Regions from separate parts of the Triticum aestivum genome. Here region 2 is linked to region 1. Evidence: chromatin contacts called from public Hi-C data. All regions are on one chromosome and are shown on one strand. Each heading gives the region's core, a stretch centred on a gene start, on an enhancer-like site or on the middle of the called end of the contact. The rest is flanking DNA. Distances are from core to core; before and after follow the strand shown. Region 1 holds the start of LOC123157702 (small nuclear ribonucleoprotein E). Region 2 holds the start of LOC123157189 (tyrosine--tRNA ligase 1, cytoplasmic).

Evidence for each region. A called contact is a pair of places that touch in the nucleus more often than the background predicts.
Region 2: a contact with region 1 is called in a Hi-C map of leaf, with 5 times the contacts expected there. The contact joins the promoter of LOC123157189 here to the promoter of LOC123157702 in region 1. A contact is called at or near these places in 2 of 5 Hi-C or Micro-C datasets (both in leaf).

What each region holds. Positions count from the first base shown.
Region 1 is chr7B:379,259,636-379,264,998 of IWGSC CS RefSeq v2.1, forward strand. LOC123157702 (small nuclear ribonucleoprotein E) reads right to left here and starts at 1,731. Exons shown (of 6, transcript XM_044575938.1): 1 at 1,499-1,731; 2 at 1,347-1,373; 3 at 1,177-1,239. The coding sequence starts at 1,540.
Region 2 is chr7B:379,663,277-379,668,467 of IWGSC CS RefSeq v2.1, forward strand. It overlaps LOC123157189 (tyrosine--tRNA ligase 1, cytoplasmic), which reads right to left and starts at 3,736. Exons shown (of 9, transcript XM_044575444.1): 1 at 3,328-3,736; 2 at 2,104-2,387; 3 at 1,907-2,003; 4 at 1,631-1,736; 5 at 1,386-1,468; 6 at 842-987; 7 at 587-692. The coding sequence starts at 3,633.

The DNA.
Region 1 (5,363 bases), core at 481-2,980:
AACTGAAGCAGAATAGGCGTGTCACATTGTAAGCTTATCACCTGTCAGTAAACCAAACCATGACAAGAGAAAAACCTCACCAGAGCCTTAGGAAGCAACCTATGCTTCAGTTCTAGAAAATGTGTAGGATGAAGAATTTAGTGTGATCTAAAATAAAGGCATTTTTAGGCCCCTGGACTATCTACTTAGTTGTCCAAACACAATCACCGATATGAATCATATTTGTTACCAGGGGGAGGAAAGGAGGTTGCAAGTTTTGAGGGTGATTCAAAACAACACATAAAGTGGTAAAAAAATATGAGACAGGACACACCAAACACAAATGTTTGACTAACAGCAAGTTACAATGGGAAGGTCCTGAACTCAGAGCAAAAAGTTATGACAAGCTAACTTCTAAGGATAAAAACTATTGTATCATTGACTAGGTACGCACACTAGTGGTTAACATCCACCACCAACCACTCTTTCCTTGTCTGCATTGCAATCAAATTACCACAAACATACACCGATGATCTTCAAAACTCAAAAAACAATGCCCATGACCACTATGGTCCCAAAAGGAACACATCAAGAAAATATCTTCTGCAAACACCTCAGTATCTACTATGGTGAAGTTCTGACTGGGCACATGGATAGTGCTATTACTTGTTCGTGGTTCCACAAGGAACCAAATAACTACTTGCTCCTTGATTTTAAAGGTGACGATTAGGGTTGGTTTCAGTGTTACAAAGATATACACTGAAAAAGTAAGGCTTGAAACTAGATTATGTCCCTCTTGAACAGGCAAGAGGAAAACCGATCTATTACCTAGCTATTGGGGGTGGGGGGGCATCACGACTTGGCACTTAATTAATACTTTCCTGTTGAGCATGCAGATTTGTTTGCAAGTGTTTACCAATTCTTGAGAAAAAGATGCCAACACATTTTCATGTTGGCCTTTAACAAAACAAACAACAGATGTGTTCTGCTAAGTTATCGGTTCATTATATTAGAGTATTAATCAATTCACGCCCACTTGCTTAGACACAAGTAATACATGGAAATAATTTACCCTCAAAGCCACATGGTATGCAGATACACAGTAACATTACACTTAACACACATGCGTACGACCACAGAGGGATTGGTAAGGCTAAATTCTATCAATTTGAACAAGAAATCGGTGTAGGAACTTACGATGATACGACCCTCGATCCGCATATCCTTCTGCTCGAAAAGCCAGATCTGGATGCGCGCTTTCTGCACCAAAATTAGAACCATATTAGCTCAAGCCAACCGTCCGCAACCCTAAAACGTAAGGCGGAAAAAAGTGGACGAATTGTTATTTCTCCTCAGCCAACACTTACGCTCTGGAGGAACCGAAAGATGAGGTTCTGCCGTCGCGCACCAAGGATTCGCCAACCATCGCAGCAGCGGGAAACAAAAGCGCCAAAACGTTAGGAAACAGATGCAAAAAGAGGAGGAGAGCATATGCACAGGAGGGGATAGGGGAGCGTACGATGGGCTGGGTCATGATACGCTGGACTTTGGTGGACGCCATGGCTGCTGCTGCGGCGTGAGCTCCTCCTCCGACTGGAAGTGTCTAGAAGCTTCTGGACGGAACCGCGTGTGGGCAGGCGGAGCGCGGAGGTAAAAAAACCCTAGATACGCCGCGGGGGAAGAGGGAGACGGCAGGGTTTTGTTTTCGCACGGCGCGCGAGAAGAGGCGGCAGCGGGGGTGCCTCAAGATTGGTGCAAGGCTTCCGACGAAGGGTCCGGATCAGAGGATCTGTTTGGGCTAGGCCGCCCCGCGCTGGGCTGGGCTCGCTATCTTGGCGGCGATTTCATTAAGGCCTTTCCATTCCCTGAAAAAAACAATTTAGGCCTTTCCAAGAACATGTCCCGTTGTACGCTAAAAGTTTCAAAAACTTTGGTACTATGCTGCCAAAATGAAAAGTCTAGTAATATATCACAAAAATCATCAAAAAAAATATTTTTTTTGTAGAAAGGCCAAAGGCCGTATATTAAATAGCACATACCCTAACAAAAACTCTTACAGAAATTGAAAAATACATTCAAATCCTTGGGATGCCGTAGTCTTCTTCCTTGCCGTGAGCAAAACTCGTTTGCGCCTATGGGTCTCCACCTCGGCAGAACAAACTTGTTTAAATCTAGGAGCTTGTAGATGTAGCGGTCGAAAAGTCGTTGATGTAGACCAGAAATTGCCGGCGACACTAGTCGTAACAAATCGTTAGAAAATAATAGATACTTTTCCATAATAAAAAGGAAACTACTACTCGAATATCCATTTCTGAGCCCATGCACATTTACACCCGGTCAAGAAAAAATTCAAACAAATTAAAAAAATCCATTTTTTGCATGATAGATAATTTGGTGCTTGAGACACGCTCCAAATTCCAGACAATTTGGACATACGAGTAGTGCTCAGCAAAAAAGGCAATTTGTGTCAGAACAGTACATGAAATATAATATTTTTACATACCCCAAATTTGTCTTTTTGCCAAAAGCTACCCAGATATCCAAATGATCTGAAAGTTGGAGTGCACATCACGCACCAAATTATCTACCATGCAAAAGAATTAGATTTTTATTTTATTTTTCTAGTGTCTTTTGATATTTTTTTCTTCATCGGGGGTGCAGATGAGACTGGGCACCAAATTGCTGCTCTCAACTACAACTCATGTATTCTTATTTCATTTATTTATTTTGGGTGTGGAAAGCACTTCTACTCATGTATATGATGGCGGAAGAAGATGGCGGCTGATTTTAGAGTGTGCTCATTCGGTGCGCGTAGAGGGTCTGCTAGATTGGTTTGTGCTCTGTTGCCGGATTAGATGATGTGTGTTGATGCGAGGTCAGAGCACATCATCAAGTTTGTAGGGGTAGCGACCCTAGTTGCCATGCAAGTACCTTTTGGGTTAATCCATGCACTTATTTTGTCGGGGCCTGTTGAATAATATAACAATAATAATTGTGTGCATCCCTTGTTGCAGAGGCCGGACCTTTTCGAAAAAAAGATAACACAAATTATGTTTAAAAGTTCACCCGGTTCCTCAAACAAGCCATGAAGGCGTGAGATGGTTTCATTAGCATTTCGACCACGACTAAAGTTGTCTTTGACAATTGACATACATTTTGATCAAATAATTGCTGGCGTGAATCATCTCAATTGAGCAAAGGGTTGGAGTCGAAGACAAGTTTAGAGGCAAATGCAATGGCATCGTACATGTAGTTGCTTGACCTGTCTCCATGCAATACTGCGATGTGAAAATCGTTTGGGGACGGCACAGCAGCTGTCTCTACCGTCATATACATGCTGGATGCTGCATGCCTATACCGGTACCGACGCCGCTCGTTCCAGTGAAGAATAGCTTTCGACCTTTCAAAAACCCTGCCTTTTCGTGGTACAACGTGTGCTTCCCAACTCCCAACTTTCTCGCAAAAAAGGTATGAAAAGTTGTAATCTATTTAACCGAGCTTTTACAGCTCGCTTACAGAAGAAGCCGCATATATACATGCTCGTGCCATGACAGCCATTGACGTGGATGGTATTGGCATGTAGCAACCTTGATCTGTGATAGTCAGTGTGGGCTTGTACATGGTGTGCAGCCCCACTTAACAGACAAAAAGAGAGTGTCATTGCTTGCAGTTGCAGCTCAGGGGATCAGCGAGCTGTTCATCTCTGCTACAGAGCTCCATGTGCCACTTCCACAGTTGCTACTGATCAGTGTAGCATCTATGAGCAGTATGTACATACTTTTTAGATAGTGGTAATCAACAGTGTGAGGCGATTAAATGAGTGATCAAGGCATGCAGGCAGCAAGATGTTGAGTTTTTTCTTTTTTCAAACACAATGAGATGGCCGAGATTGTCCATATCTAGTCCTACACCAACCAGTTCATCTAGAAGCAAAACATAACAAGGACAAGGCAAGCAATTCAACCGTTGCATTTGATCCACGTAAACGACCATGAGGTTCTGACTGTATTCATTTATTTCGGGTACTTTCTCATCGATCTGTCCGTGTGAAATGAAATGAGGAACTCTGAATTTGTTTCAAATGAAATGAAACAAAGTAAACCACTTGACAAAAAGTAAGTTGTATGAATAGGAGAGAGTGATTGATTGGCACTGGTGCCCCTGCTAGCTAGCAGTAGCAGTAGAGGGCCACATTGCCCTAAGGGGAAGCTGCAAAGAGAGCCCCAATGGTGGCAAATGGGGCCAAGCAAAGAAGAAGGAAGCAGAGTGGACTGCATTACAAGAAAGGGTGACATCTTAACCTTCCCGGACTAGCTTAGCCTAACCAACCAGTGATACAGAGCACTAAGCACACAGTGTGTGTTCAAAGGCTCCCTCCTCCCTCTAGCAGCTGAAATCGAATCGATTTCTCGCGGTTTTTATTTTGTATTATGGAGATAGTGGCTATCAGTGTAGGCCCTCGTCCTCAACAGTGTTGGCCCTGGTGTTGCTCCTTACTCAAGCTATGTGCTAATCATTTCGTAATCTGCTTTGACAAAAAGGTCCCCGGCTGCTACAGTGGTCCCCTAAATCAAGCACCTCTGATGGGCCTCATTAACCATAATCACCTTTAGTTTAGTCCACTAATGGTGCCCCTAGAGGTTAGTGTTAGAAATTAGTGGCGATGTTTTAAGACCAAAGAGGCTTGTGCTATGCACTATTAAAGTTCCGCGATCGGGCGTCGGCGCTTCCAGGCTTCGGGCATTTTAGCATTCCGGACTATGGCAGAAACCGAACTATGTCATGTGAAAATCGTACAAAATTCATCCGAAAGTCTTGCATCTTATGAAATCCTTGTTTCCAATCTTCCCACTACCTAAAATCCATTTCAAGAGGTGCCATTCAAGTTACCAAAAAGAAGACACTGATTTTTAAAATTTCCAGTACTCTGCAAATTGCATGATTAACTGATCTGTTCAATGCGATCCACGTCAAATTTGTAATCGGTGTGTGAGAATGAGGTTTCCATTAGACTCTACTCCATGAAATAGGACTAGAATTCGTACAAAGGTAATAAAGATCGTCCTCTCTCTTGTTTGTTTAGTCAATTCACCTATAGATGGATTGCTATCCATCTAAGCAAAAATAGAAGGAGAAAGGGAGGCTAGAGCTTGAGCTAACTCACATCAGAGATGGTGAGTAATTAGCCTCACCGGTCAAATCAGTCGCACAGCATCCATGCCTAGTTCTAGTCCTGTGCCGTAGAAAAACGTTATTGCCACAAAGATAACTAACATAAGCAATAATAATTACAGGCTACTGTAGTACTTTGTGACATTGACCTGTTAACACACATATCCATGAACTATGTATTTCTATGCCACTGGCACTGATATTTCATTGTC
Region 2 (5,191 bases), core at 2,486-4,985, 410 kb after region 1:
CTCCGTCCCAAAATATAAGATGTTTTTGCAGTTCAAGTTGAACTGAAAAAACGTCTTGTATTTTGAGATGGGGATAGTATATCTGTAAAAAGGAACTTGATTGAAAAGAAAACACAGAGTGTCCAGATTAATAATTGCATTAATAGGCCACAAGATTGACACCTCCAGAATATCAATACTACTCCCTCCCTTCCTAAATACAAGTCTTTTAAGAGATTCCACTATAGACTACATACGGAGCAAAATGAGTAAACCTTACTCTAAAAGGCGTCTATATACATCCGAATGTAGTCTCTGTAGTGGAATCTCTAAAAAGACTTACATTTAGGAATGGAGGGAGTATTTGCCAGGTATGACACAAAATATGAGATATGCCGCGACAGAATGATCAAAAGAATAACAGAAACCATCTCAGGCATTACAAATTCACAATACTATTGACTAAATAATGAAATATGAAAAATACAGCAGTGGAACAAATCAAAAAAACAAACAGAAACTGGTAATGCTATGAGAGTGCATAAGTTAATGACTCGTGAAAGCCTGCACCAGCTTACTGAAAAAAAAACGTGATAAAAACTATTACCTTCAATATTTCATTGATCGCTTTCGCCAAAGCAGGTTTAACGTCGGCAGGATGCAAATCACCCGCTTCATAATCAGCAACAAGTTCATCCATGGTTAAAAATGTCCTGTTTAAAAGCAAGCATGGTTATAACTCCAAACAAAAAAAATCAATAGTACACAACTTTCAACAGAGATAAACTAAGGTGTGTGTGTTTATTCAACCAACACAGATAAGATTTTCAAATTTTTAGTAAGTCCAAGAAAAGAATATTACTTGTTACCGCCATTGTTTTCTTTGCGGACAACCTCAAACTTGTCAAACCAAGGGAAAACGATGTACTGGATGTACTCCAGGCACGGATTTTTATCAACAATTTTCGGGGGACAGAAAGCTTGCTTTATCTTCAAATTTACCTGAGCCTGCAATAAATTTTGTTACAGCTCTATAAATTCCAGCTTGATAAATTGATAATATCATGACCACATGCCATCTACAAGATCAATTGAACGACAAGTTCTAAGCAAATGATGAACACAGTGCAGACCAGACTAAAGTAGTAGAAACTTCTAAAAATACTAGAAACATGTCTACCCATATCAAGAGTAAAAAGTAATTTTAAAATAGCCAAACTTAACATCCAAATATGGTGGTAAGGGCTTCATTTTCTTGCATGGCAGACAAGGACCATACCCTACAATATCCTAGCCGAGTAATATCTTTCAACATTCATATATCTCTGGATGAGGTTGTATGGAGTGATTAGGTGGCATAAGCTTTTGAAATAAATAAAGGTTCATGAAGAGAAAAATTTGAGAACCTCATCATCTTCCATAAAGATAGCCGATGTTGGATCACTCTTTGACATCTTCTCCTGGCCTTCTTTGAAACCGGGGAGCATATCTGTAATTCATGTTAAGGAACAAATTTTTTTATACAACCTGGCAATGACACACTACAAAGGAATTCTAACGACATAACCACCGAGACACATATATCAATATATTAAGACAAAACACACTGCAGAAAAAAAATAAACAACACAGCAGTGGCAGATAAGGATACGATGTGACAGAATAATTGGCTTGTTTTTCCTTTTGATGTCATCGCAATATTCCCTTGCTAACATGTTAACCTTCCTTTGGTCCATACCCAACTGGCATATGTCAGCCTACAAACAGAAACAGATTAGAGAGAATCAATGACAATCTAGAAATCTAGAATAAAGGTATACCACCCTACAATACCGAGTGAAATAAAAAAATATCAATAACTCTTAAATTATGTGAATAGTTAAACTTCAATTTTACAGAGGGATGTCTGCAATATAAATATACTAACCTTCAGGAAGAATATATCAGCACACTGCATGCAAGGATAGAAGATCTGTGCAGCAGTCAATTCCTCATTGTCAGAGCGACCCATAATCGTACAACACCTGTTTAGTAAGGAAAAATGAGATAGCTAAATAATTATTTGAGTTCAAACTTTGGAAGTCAAGAATCATCTAGATGCATATGCAATCTAAATGGCCGTACCTCGTTATTCTTTTGATATTATTTTTCCTGCCAATGTCCATTACAAGTGGCCAGTATTCATTTGCACGCCTATTAATTTCCTCTGAAGACCATAAGAATTCAACGCCATCAAGGTTCATACCAGCTGCTTTCCATATTTCAATCATGTAGCGCCCGACAGTCTGGATTTTTTTCAGATCGCCACCCATTTTGTTGTTTAGCTGTGCAAACCAGTCTGCTATCCAGATTTTCACTTTGCATCCCGCTCTGATCATCTTGTTAACATTAATTGTCTTCACAACACCCTGTGAATACAATACATGAGAATGTCTATCACCAGCAAGTCCTATCAGGCCTTGCAATCTGACAGTTTGCGCATATTGGTCTCATGCATCACTAAAGTAAACATTTTCACAATGTGTAGTACTGGCATCATAATAATTGTGGAAGCACATCAAGAATTGCTAAAGGCACGTGTAAGATTAACATTTATACTAGGATATTTCATTCTTATTATTAATCATATGGAACAACAAAGCAATGAAATATGGAAGCGGTAAGCTCACTAATCTTTCTAGTTTGACAGAGCTGGATAAATCAAGGCTAGGTATTATAACCACAACCTACTGGTGCTCCACAGCCTACTAGGATAGTGCTCCTTATTTTCAGGAGCTTTTGTTGCCACTTCTTTCTAGTTTTATTTATGCTCTTATTTTGCACACTCTTTGTTCTCTGAACTAACACTTTTCTTTTGGTTTCTTATTCTTCAAAGACTTAAGAAGTTTAACCAAAAACTACTAGCACAAATATAACCACTCAATCATCCATAATCAGCACATGCTATTTAACCAATCTGATGCACAATTGCACATATGATTAAGAGCTAAAAAAATCAAAATTCAACTACTCCGTAGTTTTATGATACCAGAAATAAGTAGGCTAGGCATACATCTAGTGTAAGCATCCACCTAGGTGATACATGCTAAGTTAGCTGGTCAACAAAGACCTAGAGTACGACTGTAGACACATATCACAACATGAACATGATAACACCACCAGAACAGGTAACAGCACACATAATAGTCATACTGCACTCATAACTTTGGTAACGATGTTGGTTGAAATCCGAAATTCCTGTCCAAGAACTCTTCCTGGAAACAGAAGGTATGCTACTGGATGCTCGTGACCGAGTCGCACATTCGATCCGAAGTTATTAGATGGGAAGGCGGGAAGTTTCCGTCGAACCTGGGCAATGTGCATGCGGCCGGAGGGCTCGAACCCGTCGTAGCAGATAGGGACGGGCTTGTTCTGCAGCAGCCGCTTAAGCTCGTCGGGCTGAATGCACTCCTCGCCTATGCTCATCAGCAAGTCGAACCGCTCGTCCAGGCTCAATGCCGCCACGCCCCCCGCGAGGTCTTCGGCGCCGGCGCCGGCAGCGGAGGAGGAGGAGGCTGCGGGGGAGGCATCAGGAGCCGCGGAAGGTTCCGTTGATGCGGCGGCGGGGGCGGAGGCCTCTGCGGTGACAGCGGCGGCAGCCAGGGAAGTGTCCATGGAGGTGGCGGCGGTGGCGGGTGACTGATTTGGAGACGGCTAGGGTTTTACGCGGCTCAGATCGAGAGATGGATCTCCTAGTTCTGCGCAGACGGGGGTCACAAAGACGTGGTCCGTACGTTCCCTGAAAGACAAAAAACGTGGCCCGTACGTCAGTGTGGCCGTTTACGTGGGCCTAAGCCAAACATGGGCTGTCTTTCCTCAGAATCATAAGATATGGGTGTGTTTGGATTGTGGCCCGAATGCACGTTACCAAAATTTTAATTATGACCCAAAGATTGGTCTTTGTTTAGATGATTGTTAATTTTTTGGCATGCCAATGAAGTCTAACCAACTCATTTTTTGAGAGAGAACAACCTACTCATGTATGGCCTCCACCCCCTTCCCAATTTGGGTGAGAGCCATCAGAACGTGTCTATACTTTCACTACTCATTTTTTGAGAGAGAATCACCTACTCATGTGTTGAGACCAAGACATTTCAGTCCTAGCACAAAGAATCTTGATCTCTAGCCTTTCTCAAGTTGTTTCAAATTATCTTTCCACCATATCCAAATCTGTGAGAGAGAGTTGAGTGTTGGGGAGACTATCATTTGAAGCACAAGAGTAAGGAGTTCATCATCAACACATCATCTATTACCTTTTGGAGAGTGGTGTCTCCTAAATTGGTTAAGTTTTACTTGGGAGCCTCCATCAAAATTGTGGAGTTGAACCAAGGAGTTTGTAAGGGCAAGGAGATCGCCTACTTCGTGGGATCTACCCAAGTGAGGCAAGTCCTTCATGGGTGATGGTCATGGTGGGATAGACAATGTTGCTTCTTCGTGGACCCTTCGTGGATGGAGCCCTTCGTGGACCCATGCAACCATTACCCTTCGTGGGTTGAAGTCTTCACCAACGTGGAAGTACGATAGCACCACCTATCAGAACCACGTCAAAAATCTCCATGTCTCCAATTGCATTTGCACACTCCAATCACATCCCTTTACTTTCTTGCAAATTGCATCCTTTACTTTCCGCTGCTCATATACTTTTGCCATGCTTGCTTGAAATGTATTGTGAATGCTTAAAATTGTGCTAATCTCCAACCTCAACTTGAAGAACTTAAAAACTGCTACCTTTGCTTGTTTTATTTTGAGGAACTAGACAGTAGGAGAGGCTCCTACTGTGTTTCCATATATATATATATATATATATACATATATATATATATATATATATATATATATGGGGTGGTGTACATAGTTACATCTCATGTACAAATTGGGGGGGGGGGGGGGGGTGTTGCCATCTTTACCCCCTAGTGTGGGGGTGAGCAAGCCAAAGGAGAGTACACACGTTAGGCTAAAGAGTGTACAAATAAGGCAATGAAGGCACTAAGGGCCTCTTTAGTTCTATGCTACCTTTGCTTGTTGAAGTGTCTAATCACCCCTCCCCTCCCCCCCCCCCCTCTTCTAGACACCTCTTATCAATCCTTTCACTAATAAACCTGCTAAATGGGTCACGGAACTTTGCAAATGATTCTAGCAGTAAAAGCGGTTGTGATGGATAGCCCAATGGCAC